2 separate regions of the Rattus norvegicus genome follow, and region 1 is linked to region 2. A link is a contact called in public Hi-C data. All regions are on one chromosome and are shown on one strand. The core of a region is the stretch at or near the end of the contact, and the rest is flanking DNA. Distances in the headings are between cores, read along the strand shown.

The links. A called contact is a pair of places that touch in the nucleus more often than the background predicts.
Region 1: a Hi-C map of Schwann cells shows a contact between it and region 2, with 2.3 times the contacts expected there. The contact joins the promoter of Trib2 here to the enhancer-like site in region 2. A contact is called at or near these places in 5 of 12 Hi-C or Micro-C datasets (the Rat2 cell line, Schwann cells, kidney and 2 more).

What each region holds. Positions count from the first base shown.
Region 1 is chr6:44,294,361-44,301,586 of GRCr8, reverse strand. It overlaps Trib2 (tribbles pseudokinase 2), which reads left to right and starts at 2,493. Exons shown (of 3, transcript NM_001108015.3): 1 at 2,493-4,117. The coding sequence starts at 3,848.
Region 2 is chr6:44,211,301-44,218,366 of GRCr8, reverse strand. No RefSeq gene overlaps it. Among named protein-coding and RNA genes, the nearest start is that of Trib2, 84 kb to the left of the region's middle. Within about 2 kb of position 1,271, at least 17 of the 93 cell types and tissues checked have an H3K27ac peak or open chromatin away from gene starts, as enhancers often do. A contact at or near this core is called in Schwann cells, where this site is marked.

The DNA.
Region 1 (7,226 bases), core at 1,244-3,743, 82 kb before region 2:
AAGTCACCTTGGGAATAGAATCTATGTCTCTACTAGAACACTGCAGTGTTCAGCTGCATCATGGCCAGCCATTTCCAGGGTACTTGCAGCCTGCTTCATGGCTTTACTTGGACAGTGCAGCCCAGTTGATGACACTGAGATTTCAAGTTACTAGAAAGCTAGATCTTCCTACTCCTTTTCTTTCTCATATTCTTTCTCTGCCTGAATGGCCAGCAATATCTCTTATGTGTATTATTTTGTGACTCACAGGACTATTTCAATGTCCACTAAGAAAGAAAATTTTCAAATGCCATATCTTCTACATATCCAGTGTCTGACACATAGTAGGTCTCAAAAAATATTTTCTCTGGATTCATTCAAGGTCAAGGAGAGACGGGGAGGGGGAGATCACATTTTCAGGAAAGTTTCCTAGAGTCCTGGAAAAGTGTATGTTTCCTTGGGCCGTCATATTGTAAAGGCTCCATTCTCTCTCTCTCTCTCTCTCTCTCTCTCTCTCTCTCTCTCTCTCTCTCTCTCGTGTGTGTGTGTGTGTGTGTGTGTGTGTGCGTGCGTTTCTTAGTTTCTTAGCCCTCCGGGGTTAGACTGAGCTCTAGGGTGGAGAAGATCAAATCCTACTCAAACTTAGATCTTCGCCCAGGGATAAGCATGTCATAAGCCAGCAGTCCTCAACCTTCCTAATGCTACTGTCCTCGAATACACTTCCTCATGTTGCAGTGACCCTCAAACATAAAATTACTTCACTACTACTTCATAACTGTAATTTTGCTTCTCTTATGAATATAATGTAAATGTCTGATATGCGACCCCGGTGAAAGGGTTCTTCACCCCAAAGGGATCACAACTCACAGGGTGAGAAACACTATCATACTTCTTCATGAATCTCCCAGAACTGCAATTGCAGTTCTAGGGATCACATGAGGTAAGCAGGGGCCTGTTATTTCACAGATGAGACCTAGGGAGGGGAAAATAAAAACAAAAATCCTACCAACTCAGTTTCCTTCTGAAACTGGATACTGACGCTGGAACACAGGTCTCTCAAGCTTTCTTACAAGAAAGTTTTGTGATAGTTACCCAGTAGAGGCCACAGGGAACATTTCTCCATGGGTCCTCTGTAGAGACTATCTAGCGCCGTTCTTGAACTGGGCAGAGACTACATGATGGCACACTAGTCTGTGGTCATCATGACATCCTCAAACTGTTATCCTACTAAGGGACAGTTTAGAGATCGGAGACTGAGTGTAAGGCAGATGAGTGGGGAGCAGGATGTGAGATCTGTGAGAAGACACGGGCCATCTTAGTTTTTTCTTAAAATCTGTTCTCTAGGGTGGCCAGCTGGACAAGCAAGGTCCATTCACCATTCTGAAACAACCCTCAGGGATCTCCTGATCATTAGAGCAACTATTGTCCCAGTTAACTATAATTATAAATAGTTTTCTATTTTCGTTCAAAAGTGGTAGTGCGGAAAACTGTTGCAGAGTGGCCTCCCTCGTAGAAAGCAGTAGCCTCGCCCCAGACCATAGCTGCTTCTCCTTCTCTTTCTGTTTTCCCTGCTACATTGCTTCTCTGAGGTAAAGGCAAGAGGCTGAAGCTGTGGCCTGAACTTTCCCCAGGTCTGCTCAAACCAATAGTCAGGAACCTTACCAGGAAGCTAAGAATAAGTCCGGGTTAAAGTGCAGCCTTCAGTTGAACTTAGTATTGAATGTGTTCCTGGCCCACATACTGAGATGACTGGACTGGAGAAGCCTGGCTCTTTGCCTGGGAGCCAATATCACTTGCAGAGGTGTGAGTGCAAAGAGGTGTGTGTGCCTGAGCCCCCCAAAAGACCCTGTCCTTAAATCAAAAGACGCTGAAAGTACCCCCAATCCTATAACTGTGAAGTGGGGGAGGGGTGGTGACACTAATTACAAGCCCACAATGGACTTCTGTTGAAGTGAGAAGCAACTGGAGAGAGAGTAAAACTAATTCTAGAGACTGTGGGCTGCAAGAAATTCTTCGTTCTTTAAAAACCGAGGGGAGCCTCTTGCTCAGGTTAACATCGCAGCAGAGGAGGGCCCAATACTCAGAAGTTGCGAGGCTTTCTGCAGAAAATCCCATGGAAGAGGATCTAAGTCCCAAAGTTGACCTGAGCCTGCCGGTGTTGCGTGGCGATGGTGGTAGATACACAGCCCAGCATCCTTAGCTCTGCAGCGCGAGCAGCAGGCCAGGCAAGCCCAGAGCCCATGGACTGCGGAAGGATATAAAAGCACTGTTTACCTCGCGCCTGGCCGAGCCATCCAGGGGCGAGGCCAGGGCTCCCGCGGGGGCGCTGCAGGAGTGGCGGCAGCAGTCCTGGCCGCGGGCAGGCGCTGGGGAGCCGCGCGCGAACTGGCAGCGGCGCGGCTGATTGATGGGCTCCCGGCTCAATGACAGGGGCCGGGGCGTGGGTGGGGCGGGGCCGGCGAAGAGGGCGGGGGCTCAGTGGAAATGTGTCGGTGACTTTGAATGGGGAGACTGAGCGCGAGCGAGCGAGGCGCGCGCGCACACATACGCGCACACACAGCCGGGCTCGCTCCGAGATCCCCGGCCACGTAAGTAACTATTAATACCGCCTCGCCCGGGGATGCGGGCGTGCTGAGCGCCGGGATTGGCCTAGGGCACCGTGGCCATCCCCTTTAATTTTTAAATACACGGTCCTCTCCTACTTCTGGGTGGCAAGAAAGAAAAGAAAAGAAGACAAGCCGTCGATTTTTATTTTTCCTCCAGAACAAGCCCGCCGTGCAATTTGGTCGCAAGGCATCGGGAGACAAGAGTGGTTTGCAAATTGTTCCAAGCCTCAAGACCCAGCTGTGCAGCGGAAAAAGAACGCCGCGGGTTAACAGAGTCCGGGGAGCATCTGCGGCCAGCTCCTGCAGGACCCCCGGAAATCTCCTGCCGCTGGTCCCCCCAGGTCACCGCCCGCACTTCTTGCTTCATCAGAGGAGGATCTGGGACGTGAGCGGCGACAGCAAGAGCTAGTGCTGACCGCGCGGGCTCAGCTTTGGGCTTTGTCGCGGTACCTGTGCCTGCCCTACTCCGCACTCCCTACTCAGCTTTTGCAATCTTTTGTTGCCACTGCTGACCGCCCCAAGTTAAATGCTCCTTTGCTATTTTGCTTTTTTTTCTGTCCCTTTTTTTTTTTTTTTTTTTGAGAGCGAGAGGGAGAGCTCTGCGATTTTTTGGAAAAGCCTCAGACGCCATCTACAGTTAAGACTTAGGTAACTGCCCTCTCTAGCACCCCCTTCCACGCCCCCCACCCTTTCTACCAAAAAGGGGGGGTGCAGCGCGGATTCTGGCTGCCGCGCGGCGTGAGCCGGTAGACCCGTGCTTATTTCCTTTTTCTTTTTGTTTGGTTTCTAACGCGTGGAGGGCGAGCCGGCGCCGCACGCTCCCTGAAGACTGCACAAACTCCAGGCAGGGCTCCTCCGCCCGGTCTGCGGATCCTCAGCTGGGGATCGCTCAGGATCCCGGCGCTGCAGCTCCGCACCCCAGAGGCACGCTCACTCGTCCAGATCCACGCGGCGAACAGAGACCCACTGACTCCAGAGTGCGGTTCTGCACTGCGCTGGCGGCTTCTGGGTAACAAAAGGACCCGAGTTGTCGGCCGAGCGAGCACCCCCGGGAGCGGGGCTCGCAGCCGGGGACCAGCCCTGCGGCGCCCATCTGGGGGCTAGTTCTTAACTCTCCTCTACGGAGCCCCAGACGGGTCCCCTCCCTTCTTGATCCTTTTAAGTCTGTGGCACAGAGGCGCCTGCACCCGCGGCTCATCCATCTCTCCAGTGGGGTTTTTCTTTTTGGTTTGTTTGTTTTGTCGTGTGCGATCCCCACACTCATGAACATACACAGGTCTACCCCTATCACAATAGCGAGATATGGGAGATCGCGGAACAAAACCCAGGATTTCGAAGAGCTGTCGTCTATAAGGTCCGCTGAGCCCAGCCAGAGTTTCAGCCCGAACCTTGGCTCTCCGAGCCCGCCCGAGACTCCGAACTTGTCGCATTGCGTTTCCTGCATCGGGAAATACTTACTGTTGGAGCCTCTGGAGGGAGACCACGTTTTCCGCGCTGTGCATCTGCACAGCGGAGAGGAGCTGGTGTGCAAGGTAACCAGCCCATCTTTGCTTTTGCGTTTTGTCTTTTGCTTAAATTAAAAAAAAAATATCCTGGGGACTTTGCCTGTGCGGGAGGTCTCAAAGCTCTCAAGTCCAGGACTGAAAGATTGCTGGGATCATTATGCGTGGCCTCGTTAAACGGGTTTATTTGTGTGTCTGTCCACGTTCGACTAGTTGCGAAGTTTTCAGACCGTTTCAGACAATGGGGCGGGCTGCAGCGGGGGCGTTTTGGGGAGATCCGGGGAGGGAGGGCGGCGAATCTGAACCGGGGCACGGACATGCGTGCCCTGGGAGGCTCGTAGAGCTCGGGTGCGTGGGGCTGATTCCCTTTGCCGGGGCATTTCTCTCCCCAGGTCGATCCCCCTCCCCTTCATGTAAGGACTAGGGAATCCCCGGTTGGTTTTCAGACGCCGCTCCTTCGGTTTCTTTTGTAGCCATTGTTCTTAGCAGCCTGCAGGTGTTAAACCTTTGTTCCAAAGGTGGCTTTTTAAAAGAGACACAAAAAGTGTCCCCTCCGGCTGAGCCCAAGGCTCTAGCAGAGGGAAAAGGAGTTTTAAAGCTTCCTTCTGCCTGGAGACTGGAAAGGAAGGTTGGGGTGGAAATTCGCCCCTTGCGCACCTTTGGGTGAACAAGGAATCCTTTGGGTCTTTTTGTCTAGGTTTCTTCTTGTCTTCAGACTCCCTGACTGCACACCCCCATTACTGCTCCCCCTGCACCCACAAGTACACCTTTGCCTGTTTAGAGCCTGCCCTTTGGAGCCCCCTGTGCTAGTACTAAGAAGGACACTTCAATTTCCTTTTTGTCTTTGACCCTGAACAGTAACTGGTTTGTGTCTCTGTGTGTCTGTGTGTGTGTCTTTGTGTGCGCTCCCCGAGTACCACAAGAGGACAGAGGAAGGATAGTAACAAAATATTTGACTCCAGTCAGTTTCCTACTGCAGTGGAGGACAGGACTTACCAGAATTAGATGTAGATCAAGAATACATTACCACTTAAATTTAGGTTCTTCTGGTTTTGTTTGTTTGTTTGTTTATTTATTTGTTGAGGCGGAAGTGGGACCGCACTGTCTTTGAAATGGTTACTGTGAACATCTGTGCTGCAAATACTGTATTACACTTTTCTCAATTAATCACTGGCTGCTTTGTGAAATCGCCTTATTTCATACTGGGTTGGAGCGCTTCCTTGCAAAAACCGGGTGGGTGAAGATCTCCGGGCAATTCTGAAATTATTTATCCCTGAATTTAGAAGAAATCAAAGACTCTTTAAATATTGTTGTTTGCATGTATTAGGTATTGGGGATTTCACATCTTCTCTAAGTTACCGTAGTCAAGAACAACTGTGCCCAGCAAAAGCCTTAAATTTTGTAGGCAACTCGGAGCCTGATTGGAGCCCTGCACACTGCACAATAGGACAGTCATCCTTTGAAATGAATGAATTCTACTGAGCTGTCATTCTCCTATGAAATATGCACCATCATCGGCAGTGAGCATCCCCCTCCTTTTGCTCAACTTCAGTAGAGCATTTTAATATATTTTCCCCCTAAAGGCGACAGATGACTTTACATCAAAACTGTCCGTGGCCAAATTCTGCAGGCGGATCTTGTTATTCCTTCTTTGTTTAAAACTAGGCTTGTCTCTGGCCTCTGTTCGTTCTCTTTGCTGATCCTTCAAGACATATTTCACTCTAGGCTGACCTTATAGTGTCATTTGCAGACTTGCTCTCTGGCCCCAAACTGTACTTAATCTGTTGGTTTAGTTATTTCAAAGATTGAATCAGCTCCTCACCAATTACAGTGTAGCTGCAAGTGGATTTAAGTGCGGTATCATTGTTCTGTTTGACAGAGGTCATCCCTTTATGACTGCACAGCTTCTGTTCCCTTGCCTTCTTCCCCGAGGTGACGTGGGTGACTTCCACAAGCATGGCTGTGTGCAACACTCTCCAGGAGAGTTTTAGGAGGGCGATGCTGTGAACGGCCCCAATATACACACTGTGGGCTCTTTAGCTTGCTACAGCACTCAGAGCCCTCCACACTGAATCCACTTCCTTTTGATGCCTTTGGGGTTCCTGTTTCCTAGCTTCTTGTTCATGCAGTCCAAAGTACAAAAGGAGATAGAACAGAAAGTTGGTGTTTATTGTGTAGGATGCATTAAGAGTATTCTGTAGGACACTCTGTGGTGGGGGAGGAGTGCAGGAAGAGCTTCCAGGGGCAGGAGCAAAATTCCCCAGCCCGATGATTGACGCCACGTGCCTACTTCAGTTAGCCAAAGTAGGGAAGGATCTTTAGGGGGTCTTTAGCTGTTTTCACAAAAAATTCTTGTAGCTACTGTGCAGAATGACGTAATTACTATCTTGGCAGAATGGGCACTTTTTCTTTTTTCTTTTCAGACAAGATGAATGTGGCCTGATCTTAGGGCCTTATCTGAACTGTCACATTATATAACCAAGGCTCCCAATTAAACATTTAAAAGGAGCTGGCACCCAGGCTCAGGGCTTGATTTTTGCACTTGAGGGTGATGGTTTAAATACCAGTCCAAGCCTATAAATGCCTGTTATAGCCACTAATAAAAGTTTGGCTCCTTTCTGTTTAGGAAAATGTAAGCACGTCTTTTAGTTTGTTCATTTTTCTGTCCACCATTTTGCGTTCTCCTACAAAGGGTATGGCCGCTTTGGGAAGCTGCCATGAATTTGCTTGCTACTTTCATTTAATCTTCTGCTCATTCAGCTTTTCAAGCTGTGCTGTGGGAGAGCAGGCTAGCCACGCTGAGCCAAAGGTTGTTTGATTTTATTTTTTGAAAGGCAACTGGAAACAGGAAGTGTATTATAAATAATCAGAACGGTAGGCCCTGGCGACAGAACCCACAGCCTGATGCTTCAGAACAAATCATGCTTGTTACGTAATGCAGCTTGTTGACATTAGCCACTACGGTGTGTGTCTGTCTCTCTCTGTGTGTGTGTGTGTGTGTGTGTGTGTGTGTGTGTGTGTGTGTGTGTTCCTTGATGAAATTGCTGAGGCTTCCCCCGTTCTGTGGCCTGCAGCCTGGATGCTAAGGTTGACTCAAGCATTTCAGATTCCTAATTGAGCGGGCCACTGAGGTCACTGC
Region 2 (7,066 bases), core at 22-2,521:
AAAGACAGTACAGGACAGCTTATGTCCTCTTCCATAAGTTCGGTCTATCGCTATCTTGTGGATATTAAATATTTTGCAATTTGTCATATTTCTCTCTTTTCTGGCCACCAGGAAGCTGACTGCCAAGTTTTTCGAATCCTCAAGTCTCAGTAGTACAAGAAACTATGGAGCACATTTCTGTGTTGACTGTTTCTACAGCCTTTGGTAGTTTTCCTCTTCAAAGTTTAAAATAGCAAATGATCCACAGTTATTCATCTCATTTTGCTTCAAATAAAATGGGGATATCATTTAGATAATTGTCTTATGGTTAAGAATCTATAGGCCCTTCCCTCATTTAATTAGTAAAAAAAGAAAAGGTGTAGCTCATGAGTCAGAAAGATGGGTCAGTGGGTGAAGGTGGCTGTCACCAAGCCTGATGGCATGGAGTTGATAACAAACGGACTTCTGCAAGTTGTGTTCTGACCTCCATGATTGCACTGTGGAACACAAGCACCTCCTCCATATACACATATACAAATAAGTTAATAAAGTATCAACTGTTTTAAAATGATGCAGTAGTGCATCTTTTCTGGATATTGAACAATTGTTTTTTTTCCCACTCAATTAATTGCATGTTTATAAAATTACAAATAACGGCAACCACTTTGCAGATAAACTGTCTCAATAAATATTCAAGATAATTCCTTAATAAGCACCAGTTTATTTAGATACTTAAGTGACATTATCGAGATCTAACATGCTTAAATAATTTATCATGTTCCTATAGTTTGAAATTGAGAGTTACAGGCTTTGAGTCAGAGTTCATCTGAAAGCAGAGGCTTGAGTCTTGAACCATGATATTAACGATTTCTTATTTTTTATTTGAATTTTAACTTTTATTATATGTTAGTATTGTGTTTATGTCATTTGCACTGACTTTTCCTTTACCAACTCCTCCTGTGTCTACCTCCATTCCCTCTCAAATTCATGACCTCTTCTTTTATATACATGAGATGCACGGAGTCCATTTAGTGTTGCTTAGATTTACATCTGTTTAGGGCTGAGCTGTTGGGATTAGAAAGCCCACTAGGCACCTCCTCTACAGAGCAAACCAAGTCTCTGTTCACCCCAGCTGTTAGTTGCTCCTGCCTCTTTACTCACTATTGGCTATCCTGTAAGGCTGTGGGAAGCAGTTGACGTGAATTTGTTGAGCCTGAAAGCGTGCTCTAACTCACACAGTGAAACCCACAAGCGAAGGTCAGGAATTGGGTGTTGCAATCCCCAGCGTAAAGTCAAAAACTACAGCGGAACACAGAGAAGCAGTGCGGTGGAAACAGTGAAGGCATTTTGGCACAGCTTTCAGGCAAAGAGGAAATTATGCATGAAGGAAGCAGAGGGTCAGGAGGCAAGATTCCATTCTTGGAAAGAGAGGAAGATTGAACAGGACTTAAGGGGTGAGGCAGTACAGGGCTCCATGCAAGAGCTGTTGATGGAGTCTGCAGACAAAGATGGTCCAGTTATATGAACAGTGTCTATATCACAATATTTTCATGATCTAAGAAAAATTTACCACCTTCAACAAGGAAATAATCATCATACCTGGAAGAAATTCAATCTTCCATTAAGGGATTGTCTGTTCAAGTTATGTTTTTCCTGGAATGACAGGTCTCACTATTCCACTGCTACAATGTGGCCAGTTATATACATGCAAATGCAGAAGCCATGAAGTCTATCTCTAGTACCTTTGGAGGGAGATCTTTTTCCACTAATACATGGGCATGATTTCTTCCTGGAAGACATTTGGACATGTGTAGCTACTTCAGAGGGCTTGTCACTCACTTGGGAATTTACCCAGTCTCCTATCATTTTTTTTCTTTTTGCACATGATCCTTTTGAATCTCAAAATAACTCTGGTGCCAATCACAGAAATCAGGTTACTTCATTTCTTTGTCACTCTCTCCCTCTCTCTAGCACAGTGAAACAAAAATCAATGAAATCGGCAACACTGGCTCATTAAGGGAGAGTCACTTTGAGACTAGGAAGGATATTTTCCCCCTAACACAAAAACAACCTCTATAGAAGCAGAATGGTATGTATTGGGGAAAATATTTTAAACAGATGAAACTGAGATTTGAGCTCATGCAATTAAGACATGAGGGTTTAGCTGAAAAGTGGTAGATTGAATAAACTATCAAGGAAGAGAAGCAGGATCATTCTACGGGAACAAATGCTGTGTGAAATATGCAACATGGAGCTTATTGTATTGCATAGTGATGATCAGGCAGAGAGAGGGGGGAGAGGGGGAGGGGGAGAGAGAGAATAATTCATAATTCTAGAAGAGGTTAGTGTCTCAAGAATTTGTAAAAGAACAACCTTACTCTATATATGCCAGTAGTGACCCGATAGATTGTTGATAGCCATCCTGTCTTATAGGTACATCTGTTTATCTGCTTAATAACCCGACATCACTCTTAAAGACAAAGCTAAACCCACCAAACCAAGCTTCATAACTTCCTGTATGCCAATTTGTATGAAAACATTTAGTTTCTAAAAATATCTTCCCTGCCTATCTACTGCAGAAAAGTCATTATATCTGAGAGGAAAACAGAGTAGCAATAGAGGTATCTAGTGGCAATAGGAAAAATAAACAAGAATTTGCATGTAAAGATAGTAAGTTGAATATTATGACTAGTGTTAGGTAAGTAAGCCACAGGTTCAAAGCAAGTTGGTCCTGACCCTTTAGAGGCTCCCTTTTATCTGTACCAGGTGCTTTGTGAACGGAAAGACCCTACCCTTTCCCTTTAACGTGTATAAGAATGGTCCTGGTCCTGAGCTTGATGAAATAGAGATCTGAGTCCGATGTTCTGAAATGAGGCCTGGCAGTCTGCTTTTCTCATCTGTCCTTTGTTCTGCTTGAAAGAATAGCAAGAAAAAGCCAAATACAGCAGGGCTGTCCTTGCTTCTATGCAGCTCGTATCCGTGTCTTCTCAGTTAAGCTGAGTGGCAGTGGAGAAGCCATCGTTCTGATGATCGTGGGATACTTCGGGTCTGCATCCAACACAGAAACTCAAGACACGGAGAGGCCGGCCACAGGCCACCCAAACAAATCAAGTGTACTCTATCTACACTTCCATATTGTTATTCGATATCTGCAATCACTGGCTGATTTGGGCTAAAGAGGTGTACTGTAATGATGCCACCTCATGAATCACTCCCGTCGATGGCATTTACATGGCTGTCACTCCTTTTTAATGCTCTGGGAAGCCTGATTTTCAAGGCTCAGTACTTCCTTTTTATGGCACAAAGCAGCAGGACGTTGCAGTCCTATATCTTAAAATAGAGAGGGGTACACCCTGTGGTGGTGCAGTAGGGACAGTCCTGTGTAAAGAGCTGGCCCAGGAAAGACCCCAGGCAGTGGTTCTCAACCTGTGTGTTGTGGTGCCTGTTGGGGAGTCAAGGGGTCACAAATCGGACATCTCGCTTTTTAGACACTTACATTATGATTCATAAGAGAAGCAAATTGACAGTCATGAAGTAGCGATGAAATAACTTGATGGCTGTGGTCATTGCAACATGCAGAACTGTATTAAAGGGTTGCAGCAGTAGGAAGGTTGAGAACCACGGCTTTAGAGTCTTTTCATCCCTGTCTATCCTTCAGTCCTTCCCACAGAGCATGTTTTGGTGACCATGGGTGGCTATGGTTAAAGGTAGATAGCACATTTGGAAAAAGCTTGCCATCTAAGAATGAGGGCGTGAGTCTTCTCTCTGATACTCTTGTAAAAAAAAAAATAAAAAAGAAAGAAAGAAAAATCCAGCTGTCTTAGTGCTTGCTAAGAATCCAGAGGCCGAGAAGGTGAAAACAAACAGATGTGTTGTGGTGGCTGGTTGGGGAGGAGTCCCAACCTACTCAGACACTCTGTCTCAAAAACAAAACAAAATAATAGTAATAAGAAAAACCCAAGTAGACTGCTGTCCTGAGGAATGATATGTAAGGCTGACCTCCAACCTGTACACACACACACACACACACACACACACACACACACACACACACACACACACGAGAGAGAGAGAGAGAGAGAGAGAGAGAGAGAGAGAGAGAGAGAGTCGCTGTATTAATCTTTGAAAGAATTAGCCTCAGGGATGTGGGCAACAGAAGGAACATCATCCCAGGCAAAAGGCACTTAGAATCTATCTCTAATGCAGTATGACCACACAGTAGAGTTTATGACAGAGTGCAGAAGTGGAGATGAGATATCTCAGGCAGAATGACAGTGGAAACCATCAACTTTCCTGGAAGGGAAACCAGGCCCATGTGGAATGCTCATGTCTTCCAGGTGGCTCCTAGGCCATCAGGGCTGCACACCATTCTCCTCCAGGGGACTGCAGAGGCCTAAAAATGTACACATTTCTGTTCATTTCTCCTCCCAAGTTTCCTTTTGACAATCCTATGAGATGGCCGCTGGGAGATCCTTGACCACTTCCATTATGACTGGCCACATCCCTTTCACAGAAAATTGAGCTGCAAACTGTCTTAGGAAAATGGGTCTTGGCACTAGAGGTTTTAATACTTCAGAATGCCTTGATAGTTTCTGGACTCTATGAGGACAGTAGACATTGAATAAATGTGGAGGATGAGATTCAGATGCACAGATACATATTTCCCATATCAGCAAATCTGGGCTTTCCTTTAGGGTGGAGGCTTTGGCTACAGTTGCTCAGACAGGCTCCCAGAATCATCTGGAATAATATCCACCTGAGAAGTAAGCCCCACAGAAGAAAGAATGAGACACAAATAATAAGAAATTCAACCCAAGAGAACCATATTACTTATTTTTAAAATTTTTGGGTTTTTTTTTAAATATTTATTTGTTTCATATATGCGGGTACACTGTCACTGTCTTCAGACACACCAGAAGAGGGTATTGAATCCCATTACAGATGGTTGCGAGCCACCATGTGGTTGCTGAGAATTGAACTCAGGGCCTCTGTAAAAACAGCCAGTGCTCTTAACCGCTGAACCATCTCCCCAGCCCCTTAAAAAATGTTTTATTGGCATTTATTCAGCCAAAATAAGTCTGCCTCTGGCTAGTCACTTTAACCCTTTCCAAACATCTGTGGGATGTCCGTGTAGCCCACATAATAAGCTATGCATGTGCGTTTGAAAAGAGCAGTTTCCCTAAGACATCTGTTTCCATTCATGCACACTGCATTATTTTATCGTGATGTATTCTTTGTGGTATTACTTTAGAAATCTATTAACCATGGATCACTAGAAGATCTCTTGTCCTGTCATCTTCGGGATAATGAACACTCTGTCCATGTGTGTAAATCTGTCAGGCTGAGTGAGTCTTCCTTTGGAAAGATGTTTACTCATTTACACATTAAAGGATCACTTTAGGTTTTCCAACCAGGATCGTTTCACTGGAGAAGTGTAGAACAGCTCATTATCTTAAACCATAAACCAGCTCATTGAAGAGTCTATCTGGAGGAGACAATTTAATCTTTATGGCTGGTTTTAAAAATGTTTTTAATATAAATAAGTGTGAAGATCATATTAATTCAGGGGGATAACTGACAAAATAAAAAGATCCTTATCAAATTTGCTTTGAAAAGAAAGAAACCAAGATTTAATCACACAAGACAGTGTTTTGGGCTATGATTCAGGTCTCTACAGTCAATGAACATTTCAAGGGTCTTACTGCTCTGTGTCCAAGTGTTCATCAGTAACGAGTGAAAATATGTGTAATTATCTTGGGTTCTGCTGGAAACTGCTAGAAGACGGACCAGTGTTGGCTCATGAATGTAGAAACTGAGAACAAGATAATAGAACCTTTGTAACAACAGCAACAACAACAACAACAACAACAACAACAACAACAACAGCGACAAAGCTATTCCTTCACATTTAGTATTTTTCACATTTAAGAACTTTCTTGCTTTTCTTTCATATACAACAAACTCATGGAAGCCCTGTGACCCATTAACTGTTTATGTAATACGTGGAAAAACATGCTTTTGCAAGGAAAAACAATAGAATCATGTAGGATTAGATCCAGACAGAAATCTGCTTTTGAATCTTCATTATATTAGGCCTAAAAGGAGGGACCTCATCTCTGCTGAACAGGAAAGGCTAAGAGGATGGGTGTAGACCAATCACAAGTCATCTATCATGGACTAATAATTCTCAGAATGGACTCTAAGATGGGTGGAGCTGTAAGGCTATGTGGCTGTTAGTTTATGATCCAGTAATTAGGGTTCAGTCCACTTTAATTCTGTCATTAGAATTTATTTTATTTTCATAGTTTATATTTTTATATTTTTTTAAATTTTTAAAGATTTGCTTTTATAATTGTTTCATTTGCAGTATATCTTTAGTTATGAGTTTTTGATAACTTCATCCTTTTGTTCTCTAGTAGTTCCTTCACATCCTGATTTGTCTCCCCTTTTCATTATAGATCCCCCTTCCACAGTTCGTGCCTCTTTTTGTTACCCACTGATTTTAACTAGGATCATCTGTGTGGCCATGAGTCTGGAGCTATCTGTTAAATTCTGATGGGCTCAGACTTTGCTTCCTAACTGTCTCTTTCCAGGAACCAGTCAGTGGACAGTAGTTGAGGAGGGCGCGTTAGGGCCTCAGGAGCCCCTCTGCCATGTGGACTTTGACAAGCTCAGGTTTTGTAGGTCTATGGCTGTGAGGTCATGTCTGCAGTGGCTGGGTCATGTCCTGAGGAGAACATTCTGTGTCTCTTCTCCTCAGTTTCTGGCCCCTAAATTATTTTCATTCCTTCTTTTGCAATATTTCCTGAGTCTTAGAAGGCATGACATAACTGTCCTGTTTTGGGATAAGTACTTATCCATCATTTATTTAAAATATCTTGAGCACCCCTCAGCACTCATTATTGTTCACTTCAAAGAGCCGTTGCTGGATTAAGAATAAAAACAGCATTTGTCTATTGATATAAACAATAGTTAACTTACAATGTGGTGTCCCGTTGATTTAGCTAATCAATAATAGGGAGGTCACCTTTAGGGACAACAACCTGCCAACCACGGATGTTTGATCTAGTTTACCGGACCAGGCATG